Regions from separate parts of the Mus musculus genome. Here region 1 is linked to region 2. Evidence: chromatin contacts called from public HiChIP or PLAC-seq data. All regions are on one chromosome and are shown on one strand. Each heading gives the region's core, a stretch centred on a gene start, on an enhancer-like site or on the middle of the called end of the contact. The rest is flanking DNA. Distances are from core to core; before and after follow the strand shown. Region 1 overlaps Gm26520 (predicted gene, 26520). Region 2 overlaps Rab10 (RAB10, member RAS oncogene family).

Region 1 (3,140 bases), core at 548-3,047, 66 kb before region 2:
GCAGACAGCAGTCAGTGGCTACAGTACTGAGCTGTTAGCGTCTCTGGGTGGACCTTCTGCACACTGTGTGGCTAGAATCACCTCTAAGATCCTCCTCCCTTTGACATGTAATGTCCTATACTGTCTGAGGACTCTACCAAGGCATACATCTCCAGGAGAGATTTGGTACTATATAGCCAGAACTATTAGAAAGTCAGGCACATACCTATGATGTAGCTAATGTGCAAAGCTGAGGCAGGAGGATTGCAAAAGAGAGCCTGGGCTGCATAGTGAGACCTCATCTCTAAAAACAGAAAAGGAAACAAACAGAATACCCAAGCACGGTGGCATACACTTCTTATCCTAACACCAGGAGGGCAGGGGCAGGGAGATTTCTGGGAGTTCAAGGCAAGCCTGGTCTACTTATCAAGTTCTAGGCCAGCCAGGGCTACATAATGAGACCTTGTCACGCATCAACAAAACTACTGTAAATTGGGTATGGCAGGGCTCACCTGTAATCCCAGCATTTAGGAGACTGGAGCTAGGAGGGTCAGAAGTTCCAGGCAATCTTCAGCTACAGCCTGTACTATAGATGTGAAATCCTTTCTCAAAAAACTGAGGACTGACTAAATAAGTGAATGAAAAGGAATCACACCTGAAGTCAGGCATGGTGGCCCACCTCCGAGGTTCAAGGTCACCCTCAGCTACCCACAAAGTTTGAGATCAGCCTGGGCTACATGTGACCCTGTTGAAAACAACAGAAACCCTCAACAACTATAAAAGAGGAACGTACTTTAAACCATTCAAAAAGGAAGGTGGCCAAACTGCTGCAAAATGCACACTAAAGGCCAACTGTCGGCTGGCTCCTGTCCCAAGGAGTCACAGAAAAGTCTGGGCAACCTCCCATGAGCCACTGAGTTAACTTTAAAAATCCAAGTCTGCCTCACTGGCAAAGGCCCAGGTGCTCGCTGAGAGCCATACCAGCGCAAAGGCCATGCTGACAGCTATGGGACATTAATCCCCTCAGGAGATCCTGTCTTACCTCACAAGGTTTTGAATCTCTCGAGAAGAAGGACAGCTGGTGACTTCAGGGAGGGAACAGTGGGAGAACTGGCCCCAGGCTGCAGTCAGGAAACTTGAGCTCCAGCCTGGCTGGAGACCACGGTGCACCCATGCCCCTGGGCCTCATGGTGACATCATCTTCTGAGCTTGTGCCCTTATATGCCCATCAAGGGGCAGCCCTGCTCAGCTACCCACTCAGAGATGGTGTCAGGAGCAAAATGAGCAATGTATTTAAAATCTGTATAAAAATACTTTGAAAAGTTTAAAGTGTTAAAATCATATGACTTGTTGTTAGGAAAAGGAAGAGCCAGGTGTTGTGGTGCATGCCTTTAATCCCAACATTGTAAGCAGAGGCGGTCAGATCTCTGTGAGTTCAAGGCCAGCCTGCTCTACAGAGTGAGTACCAGGACAGTCAGAGCTATGTCTCAGATAAATAGATAGACAGACAGACAGACAAAAGAGGAAAGCGACAGGCTTCTAACTCTGTCAAAGTGATTATTCATCGGGGTAATTAAACAGGTGAAACAAAGGAGCCCTAGCGAATGGTTTAAGCCTCCCATGATCATAGCTATGGTCACAGAGCTGGGACTAGCCCTGTCCCTTCTGTGCCTTTCTATGCTCCTTAGGATGGTTTCCTTGTGGTGCTATCATGTTCCAGTTCTTGCCATGAGGCAATTTCCCAGGAGACCTGTGGAAAAATACCTCAGCCAGCCACATACCTCAGCATGACTGAGCAGCAGAGAGGGGGGAGATGAATAAGGAGGAAGTGTGAGCACTGAGTCAGCAAGAGGATGTATCAGACCTAAGCAGAGAAAGAAGAGGATCAAGGCGCTCTCTCTCTCTCTCTCTCTCTCTCTCTCTCTCTCTCTCTCTCTCTCTCTCTCTCTCTCTCTCTTGGTTTTTCGAGACAGGGTTTCTCTGTGTAGCCCTGGCTGTCCTGGAACTCACTTTGTAGACCAGGATGGCTCGAACTCAGAAATCTGCCTGCCTCTGCCTCCCAAGTGCTGGGATTAAAGGCGTGTGCCACCACCGCCCCGTGTGTCTCTTAAATTTAAGTTACAGAAAACTTTATTTTGAAACACAGTCTCCACAGCCCAGGCTGCCCTGGAACTCATTTGATAGTCTGGGCTGGCCTCAAACTTGAGTTGTTTTCCCTACCAAGACCACCATACCCATTTTGTATGTATGTATGTATGAATGCATGTATGTATATGTGTGTGTGTGTATATATGTGTGTGTGTGTGTGATATGTGTATATGTATATATGCCTGTCTCTATACATGTATGTATATGTGTATATATGTATGTGGGTATGTGTATGTGAGGTCTATCCACTTGGGGCTAAGAACAGCCCAGATAGAACCTAGTAAGTTGTGAGTAGTAACTCAGGGTTATTGTTAGGAAAGTGGATTCTAACAGCAGGGAGGGTAGGCAGCTGCCCAGCGTTTGTGCTGTTTAGGACTTATAATAAATATAAAGGCTATCTGTGTGGTTTTTATCTGGGAACTTAATAACCTAAGGTGGGGTAGAAACTCAAGGCCAGGATTTAAATATTTACAACAACATATATGTGTATGTATGTATGTAGTGTGTGAATATATGTATGTATATATGTATGTGCTAGAGATTAAACCTGAGACTTCACTCGGATGAGGCAAGTGCTCTGCTATACTGAGCTGTATCTCCAGATGGTGGCAGCTGCTGCTGCTGCTCCTCCTCCTCTTCCTTCTTCTTCCTCTTCTCCTTCTCCTCCTCCTCCTCCTCCTCCTCCTTCTTCTTCTTTTTAAATTTATTTATTATTATATATAAGTACACTGTAGCTGTCTTCAGATGTGCCAGAAGAGGGCATCAGATCTTATTACGGGTGGTTGCGAGCCACCATTGGTTGCTGGGATTTGAACTCAGGACCTTTATGGAAGAGCAGTCAGTGCTCTTACCTGCCTAGCCATCTCACCAGCCCTCCTCCTCTTCCTCCTCCTCCTCCTCCTCCTCCTCCTCTTCCTCCTCCTCCTCTTCCTCCTCCTCCTCCTCTTCCTCTTCCTCCTCCTCCTCTTCCTCCTCCTCCTCCTCTTCCTCCTCCTCCTCGCCCTCCTCCTCCT
Region 2 (3,318 bases), core at 668-3,167:
AGAATAGGTTTGAGTTGGAATTTTCTGGCTAGAGACTTAGCCAAAGATGTTTTTAAACTGGTAGTAATATACTGAATGGCTTAACCTTTAAGGTAAAATGGATGACTAGGTATGTGAATATAACTATCAGGAATATTAGTGACTGAGACAATCATTTTTTAATGGCCTTTAAGTGCTAAATACATTAGGCAAAATATTGAACCTGGGGTCAGATTCTGTTTGTAGTTAATTTGCTTTTAAATTTGATTAAGTCTTTTAAGTTCTGAGTTTCTTTATCTGTAAATTTAAGAAACATGTGTTTAACCTAATCGTGTTAATCGCTTAACTCCAGTTCACATGTGGGCTGAGTCTTGCTGAGTCATTTTCTCAGACTGTGTGGGCGAGGCTTAATTAAAACCAGCTAAGAAAACTTAATGATACCCCGAACGCCAAATGTAGAAAAAAACTATTTCATGTATGTTTCATTTATTGTGCCTCTGCCTCCACATCCAGTTTTTCAAGAAAGAATTTTGCTATGTAGTCTGGGCTGACCTGGACATGCATTCTACTTGCCTTAGCCTCCCGGGTGCTAGGATTATAAATATGGTTATAATTTCTGTAGTTGAACCATTTGAGGTTTGTTTTATTTTTGGAAATGTGGTTTTTCTGTGTAGTCTTGGTTGGCCTAGAACTCCCTCTGTAGACCTGGCTGACCTTCAACACATAGAGAGATCTTCCTGCCTTTGCCGCCTCTGAGTGCTGGGATTAAAGGCATGTACCACCATGCCAGGCTGATTACTTTTCATTTTTTAATATAATTTTTATTTTATATTCATTGGTGTTTTGCCTCCATGTATGCTTGTGAGAGTGTGAGCCCTGGAATTACAGTTTACAGACAGGTGTGAGCTGCTATGAGGATACTGTGAATTGATCCTGGATTATCTGGAAGAGCAAACCTGAGCCATCTTTCCAACCCCATTTCTTCCTTTCTAATTAAAGTTATTTTTTTAATGCATAAGATTTATTAGTTTTAAGTGTGTGTGTGTATGTGTGTGTGTGTGCAGATCCCTGGAGTTGGATTTACAAGCAGTTGTCAGTCACCTGACATGAGTACAGGGAACTGAACTGAACAGTTCCTCAGCAAGAATAGTACATGTTCCTAATGGTTTAGCCGTGTCTGTGGCCCTAATTTTATTTTAAGTTGTGTGTGGCAGGGGTACATATGTGTCCATGTATGAGTGTGAGTATCTGCAGGTGCTTGTGGAGGCCAGAGCCTTTGGAGCCTTTGGAGCCTTTGGGGCTGGAGTTAGAGGAGAAGGTTGTAAACTGCCTGATATGAGTGCTGGGAACTGAACTTGAGTTAAGTTCTCTGGGAGAACAGTATGTACTCTTAACCTCTGAGTCATCTCTCCAACCCCTACAGAATTGAAAAAGAGTATTAATTTAAGACTGACGCATAGCTAGAGAATAATAGCAAGGCATAAAAAAAAAAAAAAATCTCAGCTATCCAGTCATGGTTGAAGATACCTTTAATCCCAGCTACTTGGAAAGTTCAGACTGGATGATCTCAAGTCCAAACTTTGGGTTATGTATCAGTTCACTGCCTGTCTGAGGAACTCAGGGAGATCTGTCTCAAAAAGAAAGTAATAAAACAGGCCTGAGATATAGCAGATAGAGTACCCATCTAGCACCTGTAAGGGTCTGGGTTCACTTCCCAGTCTCCAGCAACAATAACATGTCCTTAATTGCTCAGATTTCTGTTTTTTGTTTTCAAGACAGTCTCATATAGACCAGGCTAGCCTCAAATTCGGCTGTGTAGCTGAGGGTTATCTTGAGCTCCTCCTCCTCCATTTCTCAAGTACTGGGGTCACAGATGAGAACCACTGTGCCTGACTTTGTTTTCGGTTTTTGAGACAAGGTCTTGTTAGCCTGAAACGTTCTATGTGGTTTAGGTCTTAACCTCCTGAATGAGTGCTGGGATTACAGATTACAGGCATGAGTCACCATACTTAGCCTGGTCAGATATTTTTGGTAAATATCTTGGTTTGAGAAAGCTGAATGGCAGTCTTAGCCTTACTTTGCATCGCCTATTACATTGAACTATACTGGACAGCTATATATATATTTTTTTTTCTGGAACTCTTTAGATTTGAAATTTTCCATCCTTGGCTTTATCATGGGATCTAGCCTTCATGGTCTCCTGAATTTTCAACAATACATAAAGGATGCACCTTTGCTTTTCTGTGATGAGAGCTTGCTACACAATGTAGGTTTGAGAGTGCAGTAGAGAATAGTGGGGCAAGAATCAGGTATTTGAAGAAGAAATCTAATTTTATATGGTTTTGGCTCATTTTTACACAGGTATATAAACTTTTATAATCATGTAATCAAGTTTGTATTATGTTGAGCCTCAAGGATTATTTCTTCTTGAATTTGATTTTGTTTGTTAGAAATTTTTGGAGTACTGTTTCTTTTCTTCTTTTGATCTCTGAAAAGTTAACCATTGCCTTTTTACAGGAAGGCCCAAAGAAGCAGCTTAGTGACATGCATTGATAATATAAGTGTATCATAGCCAGGTCTTGAGTGTGGTGATAGAAAACTTCGGAACTGGAAACATTTAGGTTTAGTTTGACTACTTCTAAATGTCCTTATCTTTACTGCCCTGCACCCCAAAGAATGTCCCTAAAATGGTAGCATATCCTGTAATTCCAGCACTTAGAGGCTGAGGCATGGAGTTCTAGGCCAGCCAGCAATCAGCCTGTGTGTTACAAAGCAACAAGTACTAGGTCAGCCAATGCTAGGTTGCAAAAATGTGCTGTCCCTCAAAACAAAACCCAGAAAAAAATGAGTTGTGGTAAGCCTTGACCTTTGTGTGCCTGTTTTTGTGTGAGTACGTGGGGAGTCATTATGAAACAGCTGCCTCATTGTGAGACAGTAGAACTTCTTCCAAGGACAAGCACCTTTGAGATAGTTGCAATTAGCCCTTTTATTTTTTATTTTTAAACAATGGTTTTTCAGACTTGAGGACTTGGTGGATACTTTCACAAATGAATCAAGTGACAGTATTTGCTGCTGCTGATAAAACTCATACTTTACAGTTTTGGAAATCTTGTGTGATTCTCTGTGGCATATTTTCCTATACTTCAATTTTCTTCTTCCTTGCATGGGGGCTCATGCCTGTAATCTAACACTTCGTGAGGTAGAGACTGGAGGACTACTGTAAGTTCCTTCAAGGCCAGCTTAACTTCAGAGACACTGTTTGAAACAAAAAGCAAATATCTGGTCAGTTCCACAGTGATGAAAACGTGGCTTTTTTCATATTACATAATGAAGTATGTC

The links. HiChIP or PLAC-seq counts read pairs in DNA pulled down with a chosen protein or histone mark.
Region 1: a BATF HiChIP or PLAC-seq map of CD8 T cells shows a contact between it and region 2, with 8 read pairs. The contact joins two enhancer-like sites. A contact is called at or near these places in 1 of 15 datasets of contacts at CTCF or cohesin (CD8 T cells), 5 of 484 Hi-C or Micro-C datasets (Th1 cells, centroblasts, centrocytes and 2 more) and 7 of 115 datasets of contacts at active chromatin or transcription factors (CD8 T cells, bone marrow-derived dendritic cells, bone marrow-derived macrophages and 4 more).

What each region holds. Positions count from the first base shown.
Region 1 is chr12:3,348,223-3,351,362 of GRCm38.p6, reverse strand. The region is part of intron 1 of Gm26520 (predicted gene, 26520); the gene reads left to right. Among named protein-coding and RNA genes, the nearest start is that of Gm26520, 7.4 kb to the left of the region's middle. Within about 2 kb of position 1,797, at least 87 of the 459 cell types and tissues checked have an H3K27ac peak or open chromatin away from gene starts, as enhancers often do. A contact at or near this core is called in CD8 T cells, bone marrow-derived dendritic cells and bone marrow-derived macrophages, where this site is marked.
Region 2 is chr12:3,282,665-3,285,982 of GRCm38.p6, reverse strand. All of the region lies in intron 1 of Rab10 (RAB10, member RAS oncogene family), which reads left to right. Among named protein-coding and RNA genes, the nearest start is that of Rab10, 26 kb to the left of the region's middle. Within about 2 kb of position 1,917, at least 90 of the 459 cell types and tissues checked have an H3K27ac peak or open chromatin away from gene starts, as enhancers often do. A contact at or near this core is called in CD8 T cells, bone marrow-derived dendritic cells and bone marrow-derived macrophages, where this site is marked.